Linked DNA regions of Sus scrofa: region 1 is linked to region 2. The links are chromatin contacts, called in public HiChIP or PLAC-seq maps. All regions are on one chromosome and are shown on one strand. Each heading gives the region's core, a stretch centred on a gene start, on an enhancer-like site or on the middle of the called end of the contact. The rest is flanking DNA. Distances are from core to core; before and after follow the strand shown. Region 1 holds the start of GEMIN8 (gem nuclear organelle associated protein 8). Region 2 holds the start of GPM6B (neuronal membrane glycoprotein M6-b).

Region 1 (4,854 bases), core at 514-3,013, 88 kb after region 2:
TCTGTTAACACTCTCCTCCGACCTCTACCTTCCCTAAAATCACTGGCTAGCTAGTAACTCAAATAACTCTGACTATAATGCTCCAAATCTCTTCAGAGAGCAGACATTTAAATACATGAATATGTTTTTAAAGATATTTTCAAATCATCTGACCTTTGATCAAAAACAGTTATGCTCTTCTTTCACTCGTTCATTTTTTTCACAGTTCTGTAGCTGGATTTCCTATTGTAGAGAAATACAGAAGTCCCTCAGTGACTGTGGGGAACTGGTTCCAGGATCCCTGCCAATACCAAATTCCGCAGATGCTAGGTCAGTTACACAAAATGGGGGACAGTCGGCCCTTCGTACCCAGTAATGCAGAATGAAGGGCCAACTGGAGTTCCAACAGTAACACAACTATTTCGTGAATTCTCCGACCTCTACTCTTTGGTTATTTGTTCATTTTTCCCTCCCTATCTATCCTTATCATCCCATCCTATCCTTAAATGTGGCATCCTAAAAACCAAAATAATCCTTCACCATCTGTAAAACACTTTTAGAATGAAAATTCTCTCTGGAGCTTTAGTTTATATCCTTTTCCAAGACAGCCACAAACACAGAGAAGATCTGTACACCTTACTGTAAACTTGCCTTCAGCTATGCCTATCCAAAGTTACTTACTAGCCAACAGTCTTTTAAAATACATGGTTTCTGTTCACAGTGCCACCCCAAAGAGACTGTTATTCCTATAAACTACATTAGTATCAACTGTACTTTTAAAGATTACTGCCACTCCACAATTCATGGGAACGCTGAAAGTAAGTAACTGCAGAAACGTTACTTGTGTTACTAATCTTGAGACTTTCAGGTAATGTTCTGACTTAAGGTCCAAAACAGCTGAATACAGAACCTAGCCTGTGAAACAACTTTAAAAATCATTCCTGAAAGAAATAAAATTCTTCAGAAACTTCTGATTTGTTCTAAGGGACTCTCAGGGTTTCAGAGCTAAAAGGTACTTTGTTGGCTACTGGTTCAACTCCACCTAACTACTAAGAAAGAAAAGTGGGAAAGGACACTCTCCACCACAAGTAAGGTGCAGAGAGGACCACAGGTGGCCAAATGCTCTCCAGATGACTTCCATCAAAACCTCTGACCTCCCACAGAGGTCAACGTGCAAGGGGAAAGAAAACAACAATTTTTGAGTAGATGGGGCCAATATTCTGGACATCCCTCTAAGGATGAAGCTGACCGGGGCGATCTTCTGATACAGGTCTGGGTGGGCAAAGTCTGATTTCACTTTCCAGACAGTGTAACGTAGCATTTCCCGGCACATTAAAATCGCCTGGGTAGCTTTAATAAAATTACCAATGCCTGAGCCCCACTTCGCGCAATTCAAATTTAACTTAACTGCGCATTTAAGTCATCCAGTGATTTTCGTGCATGGCAGAGCCAAGAGGCTCTGGAACCAGTTCCTTCTCACAATTAACCAACGATTTAGGGATCTCATGGGCCTGTGTCCACCTCTTGCCTCAGGATGATAATGACGACAACGTGACGGCCAAGCCCTCAGCTCTCCTGGCCTCAGAGAAAGCCAGGCTCAGAAGCCTGCAAGACCCTCCTTCATTCCCCAAATGAAACCCAGCCGCCCCCGAAGTCACCTCGAGGGCGCGTAAGTTGAGGATCCTGGGCGGTGGGCGAGCAGGGACCTACTTCCGGTGGGAAACTGAGGATGCGGGGAGCAGGAGAGGCTGTTGCCGGGGCGACTACACGTGGGCTTCCGGTAAGGGTGACGCGCCGCGCAGCGCCGGAAGTCCCGCCCCTCGATGTCAACGTCACGTCCTCGCCGCGTTCCGCGCCACGCCGGGGAACTGGCTGGGAATGAAGCTCCTCCCCTTGGGGCGGGGCGTCGGGATCGCCGGTGTAGGGTTTCGCCTCCAGATTGAGGCGCGCGGCTGTAGACCCTCCCCTGTGCTGGGGTCGGGCGTTAAGGCGGGAAGGTGAGGGTCGTTTCTGCGCGGCTGCGGTCCCCGCAGCAGTTCCGCGGCTTTTAGCTTTTCGCCCTTCTCTCAGTTTTCTCACCTTCGTTCCCTGGTGTTTACTTAGCCTTTCCCTTTTCAACTAAAAGGGAGGGTGTTCGTGGCCCCAGGGAGAGACGCCCAGCCATTGAAAATAGTCACCCAGATCAGAGTTTGAGTCCACTTCTAGCCCTTAGTTTATTAACTTCCTTAAGCCGCAGGTTCTCGCCCCGTAGAGGTGACTAATAGTGCAGAGTGGCTGGTGCCTGATAAACATAAATTAGTGCTTATTAGCATTTTTAAAAATCACAGTCATTATCAGCAATACCTGTTCTGTTAGCGTCGCAGAGGATCATTAATAACTAAGCATACTCCACTCAAAGACTGGCACATCCTTTCTGGGGCAATTTGGCAAAATGCTGCAAAAGCCCTAAAAGGGGGCATATTTTTATACTAGAATGTTCACTTCTGAGAATTTATTCCAAGGAAGAAAAAGACGTAAACCGGATGCTCATTGCAGAATTATTTGAAAAAGTGGAAAATAAAGTTATTATACTGAATACACTAATTAAAAAAAAGGAAACTATAAATAGAAACGAAACCAAATAGAGTTATGGAAACTTTGTGAACAAATTTCTATTTGACCAAAAAAAAAAAAAAAAAAAAAAAAAGATGCAGGTAACTGAAAAAAATGCCAAGAAACATGAAAAAAAAAAAAAAGTGGAGAGTGAAAACAACTTAGATTCCTAACATGAGTGGATAGCTTGAAATGTAGTCTGAATTGAGGCGGGCTGTAAGGGTATATTACACAGTGGATATTATAGAATTCGTTTGAGAAAAAGACTAGATCTCATTTTTAAATAGTGACAACATGTTAAGGAAGGACTGTTTAGGTTGGATAAAATATACAAATTGGGAGTTCTCTTGAGGCACAGTGGCTTGGGTTGCTGCTGTGGTGGTGGTTCAGTTCCTTGCCCAGGAACTTCCATAGGCCAAAAACCGTATTTTGTATAAAAATTAATTTTACCTTTTTCTTTTTACTTTATAAATGTGGCTACAAGAACATTAAACATTCTATATGGGGCATGCATTATATAATTATATATGTCTGTTGGACAATAGTAATTAGCACAGACAATAAATTATATAATTGTATACCGTGGTAAGCGGAATGCAGAAAATACAGCAGAACAAGGGCCAGAAAATGCGTTTATATTGAGGGTTGTTTTTTTTTTTTTTAAACAAGGTCTGTCCTCCATTGTTCAGAAAGTGATTGTGGGAGGAAATAAGATCTCTGTGGATAGAAGGGTTGGGGGGAGGGGGGAATAGCAGGGATGTGGTATCTTCTGGGAAAAGTCAGGTATGGATGGAAGCTGATAAGTCAGTTTTGGTTCTGGTGGAATCCCTGCCAGAGGGAAGAAACCACATGAAGGGGGGGGGAGGAAGCGGGGTAAAATACCAGAGAGGAAGACCTCAGGGGGCCTCTGGAGAAAGCAGAACAAAGCAGGCTCAGAGTTGGATGGGTTTCAGGTAGTTACTGGAGTCCCAGGAGTTATAGGCTATATATAGTATTGTGAGTTTGTGTGTATATACTCTCTTTTTGGGTGGAAGGTGTCCAGAGTTGTCAAGTAGACCCACAAGACCAGGGAATCACATTCCACCTACCTTGTGGGTCTACACACCTCAGTTTGCTGTCTCGGCACGCATAATCCAAAATGGCACACCTTTGCACCTCCCTTCTAGCCTGTGGGAAGAGGGAAATGAGAGGCAGATTCACGTCCCTTCCGTCGAAGGTAGGGTTTCTGCACCTCGACATAATTCATATTTGAGGCTGCATAATTCTCTGTTCTGGGGCCTCTCTTGTGCGTTGAAGGATGTTGAGCAGCACCCACTAGATGCCAGCAGCACCCCCCATCTGTGACAGCCAAAAATGTCCCTGGACATTGCCAAACGTTCCCTGGGAGTAAAGTGACACTCCTCCCCCAGTTGAGAATCACTGTTTTAAGCGGTGCTTTGACCTCAGCAACTGCCCACAACACTTCTGCTCAGGTGGCCAGAGCTTCATCACAGCTATCCTAACGGTAAAGGAGTCTTGAAATTGTCTGCTGGCCAGGTACTGAGGTAAAAGCTCCAAAAGAAGGTGAGGAGCTATCAGATTCTTCCACACCCTCCTTGCTAGAGGGAATGGAAGTTTCAGAGCAGACCGAGGAGACGGCCCTTTTTTTTCTGTCTTCCAGGCAGAGTTTTAGTCATTATTCGTTGCAATTCACTTGCATTTAAATGCTGGTGGTGAGGACACTAAGCACCTAAAAAGTAATGATCCCTTCAGGAAAGAACGGGCATTGTTACTCCAGAGAGCGGAACCTTGGAGAGAAGCTAGATTCTGAAATGGAGGCTGGAGGTTGGATTTTTTTTTTAACTTGTGTTTTAGCGCCATCTGGTGGAAATGTGTAAATCCTACCTTTCCTTACTCGTCCGTATTTTCTTTCATTTGTCTCTGGTCTAAGCCTCAAATTATAAAGAAACATTTGCTGGGTTTTAGCAAAGCTTTAAAGGGTCCTTTAAGAAGAGAGACTCTTCAAAGCAGGGTTTCTCACCCTCGGCACTATTGAGCATGGGGGGCCCTGTGCACTGTACAACGTTTAGCAGCATCCTTGGCCTCTATCCACTGAGTGCCAGCAGCACCATTTGAGAGAACCAAACATTGCCAAATCTCCCTTGGGGTGAGAGTGTGAACTTTGCATCCTTTAGAAAGAGCATCTAAAATTCCGCGGTCAATGTCAGTGTGTCCTGGGATTGGGAATGGTGTGCCTTGAGGAGATGGGAAAAAAACAAGACTCCAGCCACAGAGTGACACGTT
Region 2 (4,631 bases), core at 1,547-4,046:
CACGTCTGTGACCTACACCACAGCTCACGTTAACCACTGAGCAAGGCCAGGGATCGAACCTGCGTCCTCATGGATACTAGCCAGATTCGGGGTTTCCAATGAACCACGACGGGAACTCCAAAAGGGGCTTGTTATTTCCACAAATCACACCCACTCTACCAGTAAATTAACTGATACCACATTAAGGAAGTGCCTTGTTTAAGAACCGAAGCTCCAGCCAATGGACGAATGATCAGAATTTTCCCAAGGTTACATCATTTCAATTAAAACCTTCATGAGGGTACGTTTGTTCGGTAATTAAATACATCTGGAAAAATAAAACCAGTTCGTGGCCCTGTGGTGTATTTACTAAGAATCTACTAAAGGAAATCAGTATGTTTCCTTTCTGGCATGAAGGGAAGTCTTTTTTTTTTTTTTTAATGTAAAAACTAAAAACTAAAACCAAGGATACTGCCAGAACCAGTGAGGTATGCACAAATTAACATAAATTGGCAACTGAAGTGTAGAAGCAACAATTGTCCAAGACACAAAGTACTTCCTTGAGAACAGACCTCTGGTTTGGGCATTTGCTTCATGAGAACCGCATCTAACTTCCACACCTACTTAAAAATAAAGCCCACCCCCAATTAAGCCCAGGGTATTATCAAGGCCGTAGGGAAGAAGAACCCCAACTGGTAATTCAACACTCAATTTCTCACCAGTACAAAGCTGAATGCCTAGTGTTAAAAAACCAGAAATAAGTTTATTTCAGGAAAATCAGTTAATGCTTTCCCCAAGCCTGCACTTCTGTGTAAGTTCAATATTCCTGTGCCAAGCAACGCCGAAATGGTTACAGGCGGAGACTCCTCAGTGGGGGGCATTAAGCAAAGCAGGACCTAGGAGAGGTCATGCAATTCTGCCCTTTCTAGAAGGATCTTAGCCTAGCTCACCCCCAAGTCTTTGGTAACCAACTGTCCAGTTGGATTCGGAGGCCTTATGTCCTTTCATATTTTGATCACCTAGTACTTTTGTTGAAAAAAGACAAAAAGGTTTAACTCTCAAATTCTTTGAGCTTCCTTTTAAACGCGAAATAATGTGCCCTCCTTACTAACCCTCACCAAAATCTTAATAGGCACAAGACTGCCTCCTCCCCCACCCACTCAATAGCAGAGGGAATGCAGGATGGGGTAGGGGGCTGGGGGCTCAATTCCTTAAGCCCCCTCCCCCAACCCCCAGCGGCCCTCAAGGGTTAAATCCACTGACTCCCTCATTAGGAATGCTTTGGAGGGGCTCCCCACGGTCTTTGTGGCTTTTGTGGCTGGAGTCTGTCTGCCACTAGAGAAAGATAATAGAGCAGGGAGAGAAAACCCGTTCCCAGGCACATTTCCAGGGGTGCAATGGAATTGGACGGATTTCCATCGCACTCTTTATGAGTTTTCCAAGAGATACGGCGTCCCCGTTTCACGACATGTTGCTGACGATAGTATTTCGGGGGTGTCAGGAGGTGACAGAATCCTACAACCGCCTAATAGCCGCCCCGAGCCAGGTGGGAGATTTTCAATCACCAGGGCTCGGCTTCTTCACCGTGGCTAGTCGATCCCCCAACTGCCCCAGAACCCGCGGAGCACAACGTTTCCACCTGCGCCCAGGTCCGCATTTTGATAGTTGGATCGGTGGACAAAGAGACTCACACTCTGTCCCATCTCCCCTCCCACCTTCCTGGTTTCAAGGGTCACGGTTCCCAAATGAACTCTCGGAAGATCCCAGGCCTGGGGAATGGGCGTTTGTTTCAGGTGGATTTAAAGCGAACAGGACCCCGACAGGGTGGGACCGGATCGGAGTCGGAGCTGGGCGCTCGGGCGACAGGACACCGTCCCAGGAAAAGGACAAGAAGCTACTCTCTCCCACCTCCACCACCCCCCCGAAAAGAAAGCAGGAGCCCGCAACCCCGGACGCTCCGTCCGCTCCCCCAAGTGCCACTCTCGGGGGTCCAGCTCTCCCCCTCCAGCGAGCCTCACGCCCTCGGGAGCAGCGGGAGCGCCGCTAGGGTGGAGACGTCCACGGAATAGGGCGGGGACGCGCACCTGGGCGTTCGGGACACCTGCGCCGCGCCCCTCCCACCCCTACCCCCCCACGGAGCCCCGGGCCGGGTGGCCAAGGCGCCCCCAGGAGGCCCCACCTGAGCGGGGGCGGGGCGGGGTCGCGAGGCCGTGGCGGTGGCCGTGGCGCGGGGCCAGCACGCCGGCTTACCCATGGCTGGAGACGGGCGGGAGGGGCGAGGGCCGCGGACGCTCGGGCTCCCTGGGGACGGGCAGAGCCGGTGGCACAAGTTTGCAGGTCCGGCGGGCACGTGCGCGGGCGGGCGGGCTGCGCTGGGCTGCCGGGCTGGCGGCTGGTCTTCGCTGCGGGCCGGGGTGGGAGCGCGGCGCGGCTCCGCCTGCACTGGGGGCCGGCCGCGCCGAGAGGGGCCCTGACGTCAGCGCCGGGGGCTTTGTGCGCCCGCAGCCGGGCCCCAACCGGGCAGCGGGCGCGCCGAGGCGGCGGCTAGGCTGTTGGCTTCCTCTGGGACCCCCGGGCGAGCACCGAGGGGCGCGGAAACCGGAAAAGCCGACGGGGGGGATGGGGAGAGAGGGGCGCGGGCTTCCAAGAGCTCAGAGGCACCCATCCGCGTCCCAGAGAACTGTTACAGCTGGGGGTGTCTTTGCAGTCCTAGTCATCACCCATTGTGCAGATAAAGACACTGAGGCCCGAGACACTGACTCAAGGATACCTAGTGTCTGGGAGTTGTGCTGCAGTCTACAGTTCTGGATCCTACTGCTCACACGGGCGCTCCGGGAGCTACTTAATTCAGTGGATCTTCACCCCTGTTGCACATTAGAATCAGCTGGGGAGCGTTTAAAACTCCGATTTCATCAGGGCCTCAGCAGGTGGGACCCAGGCATCCGTGCCTCAGAAACTCCCCAGGTGATTCCAATGTGTGGTCAAGGTTGCCAACACTGACTTGAGTTACTTGTGGGTAACAGATGACTTCGAAGAGCACGAGCGACACTCTCCCATCTGGGGTGGTGACAGATTTGGTGGCGTCCATAATCTGCCCTAGATCCCTGGAAGCCCACCCCTGGCAGGCTCTGGGAGCCTCTGCAGACCCGCCCCGGCCACCGCTTCTCCTGCTGCTCAGGCCCCGCTTGAGCCTCTAAGTGAATTAATGGTTTAACAGTGTCTGGAGCTTAAATTCCTTCTGTCTCCTTAGAGAAGAATTTTCCTGTCTCCAAAGGTATTAGAAAAGCTCCGAGATCCCTACAGTTTTTCTCTAAGGCTCTCTGAGACATTTCTGAGCCCAAACTTCCTCCCCTGATAGTTGTGCTTCTTCATTGTTTTGAAAATACATCGTGTTACTTGAACAGAGGGTTACATAAACAGTAACAGTAGATAGTACACTTACAGGGCATTTAAGCCAAAAGAAAGAGGCTTTAGGACTGGGAAAGGGTGGAGGAGGCAAACATTTCATCTATTGAAATTTATTGGATTAGGAAAGATTTTTATCAAGGCAAAGCTCTAGAAAGCCTAATAATATTTTGCATAAAAGGACAGAGATTTGTGCTAGGCAGATCACGGGCTCATATTCACAATCCCACGGGAACAGTCATTCCTAACCAATCTTCATGCAGTAATAAAACAGCAGGGAGCTCACAGGTTTAACTTTTTGTCCTCCTGTTACGGAAATGTAATCCATTTGAGCGAGGCCCCAAACGCGTGTGTGCGCAGAAATCCAACTGCAATTGACAGCAACTGTGATCACCTGCCAGTGGGTGAAGACAAGGAGGAGTTCATTTAAGTCTTGATTTAGAGAAGAGCCTTGGGTTGGGTTGGTCCCTACATCTTAGGAGGCTCCTAGGAGACAGTGAAAACCACAGAATGAGACTCGAGCACACAATCTGAAATACTATTTTGGCAAGAAAGAACTTCACTGAGCCGCGGTGGAATCAAGAAGTCTAAGGTTTTGTGCACTGCAATGAATGAAAGTAAACCCTTTGGTCCACTTTCTCTCATTCCCTAGAAGTCTCGGGGTTTTTTGTTTTGCTTTGTTTTTTGGGGTTGTTTTTTTTTGTTTGTTTTTTAACCAAAGAAAAGAAATAACGGCTGTCCAAATATTGGGGTTACTCACAGTGGGATGCTGTGATAAAAAACCAAGTTATAGCAATTATGTACACAATGTCCAAGGAAAGCCACATTTTAATAGAAACTTTTACTCACTTAGGAAATGTCATCAGCTGATTTCAACAAGCAGTTGAAATTTTTGTCCCTAAAACCCTGTAGGAAAACAAAAGAGCAGTTGGGAAATGAGCAAGGCTACTAGTCATGGGGTGCAGAAGAGAGCTAATATGCATATTTGACTGTTAGTCAAGGAAATACTATTTTCAAATAAAAACCAGTTTTCTCATATTAGGTAACTAAAACCTTTTAAAAACAAAGCAAGACTACCTTGCAGGTGGATGAATAAATTGGTAGAGCCTTTCTGGAAAAATATTTGGCAGGATGTTATCAAGAGACTTAAAAATATTCATAGACTCTGGCCTAATAAGCCGCTTCTGGGACTCTCCTAAGTAAATAATGACGGAGTCAGTCAAAATTAATGTCAAAAGATGTTTATC

The links. HiChIP or PLAC-seq counts read pairs in DNA pulled down with a chosen protein or histone mark.
Region 1: an H3K27ac HiChIP or PLAC-seq map of alveolar macrophages shows a contact between it and region 2. The contact joins the promoter of GEMIN8 here to the promoter of GPM6B in region 2. A contact is called at or near these places in 4 of 47 Hi-C or Micro-C datasets (brain, embryonic fibroblasts, heart right ventricle and 1 more) and 1 of 2 datasets of contacts at active chromatin or transcription factors (alveolar macrophages).

Annotation. Positions count from the first base shown.
Region 1 is chrX:10,669,424-10,674,277 of Sscrofa11.1, forward strand. It overlaps GEMIN8 (gem nuclear organelle associated protein 8), which reads right to left and starts at 1,764. Exons shown (of 5, transcript NM_001244865.1): 1 at 1,638-1,764; 2 at 154-222.
Region 2 is chrX:10,579,972-10,584,602 of Sscrofa11.1, forward strand. GPM6B (neuronal membrane glycoprotein M6-b) reads right to left here and starts at 2,797. Exons shown (of 7, transcript XM_005673444.3): 1 at 2,230-2,797. The coding sequence starts at 2,233.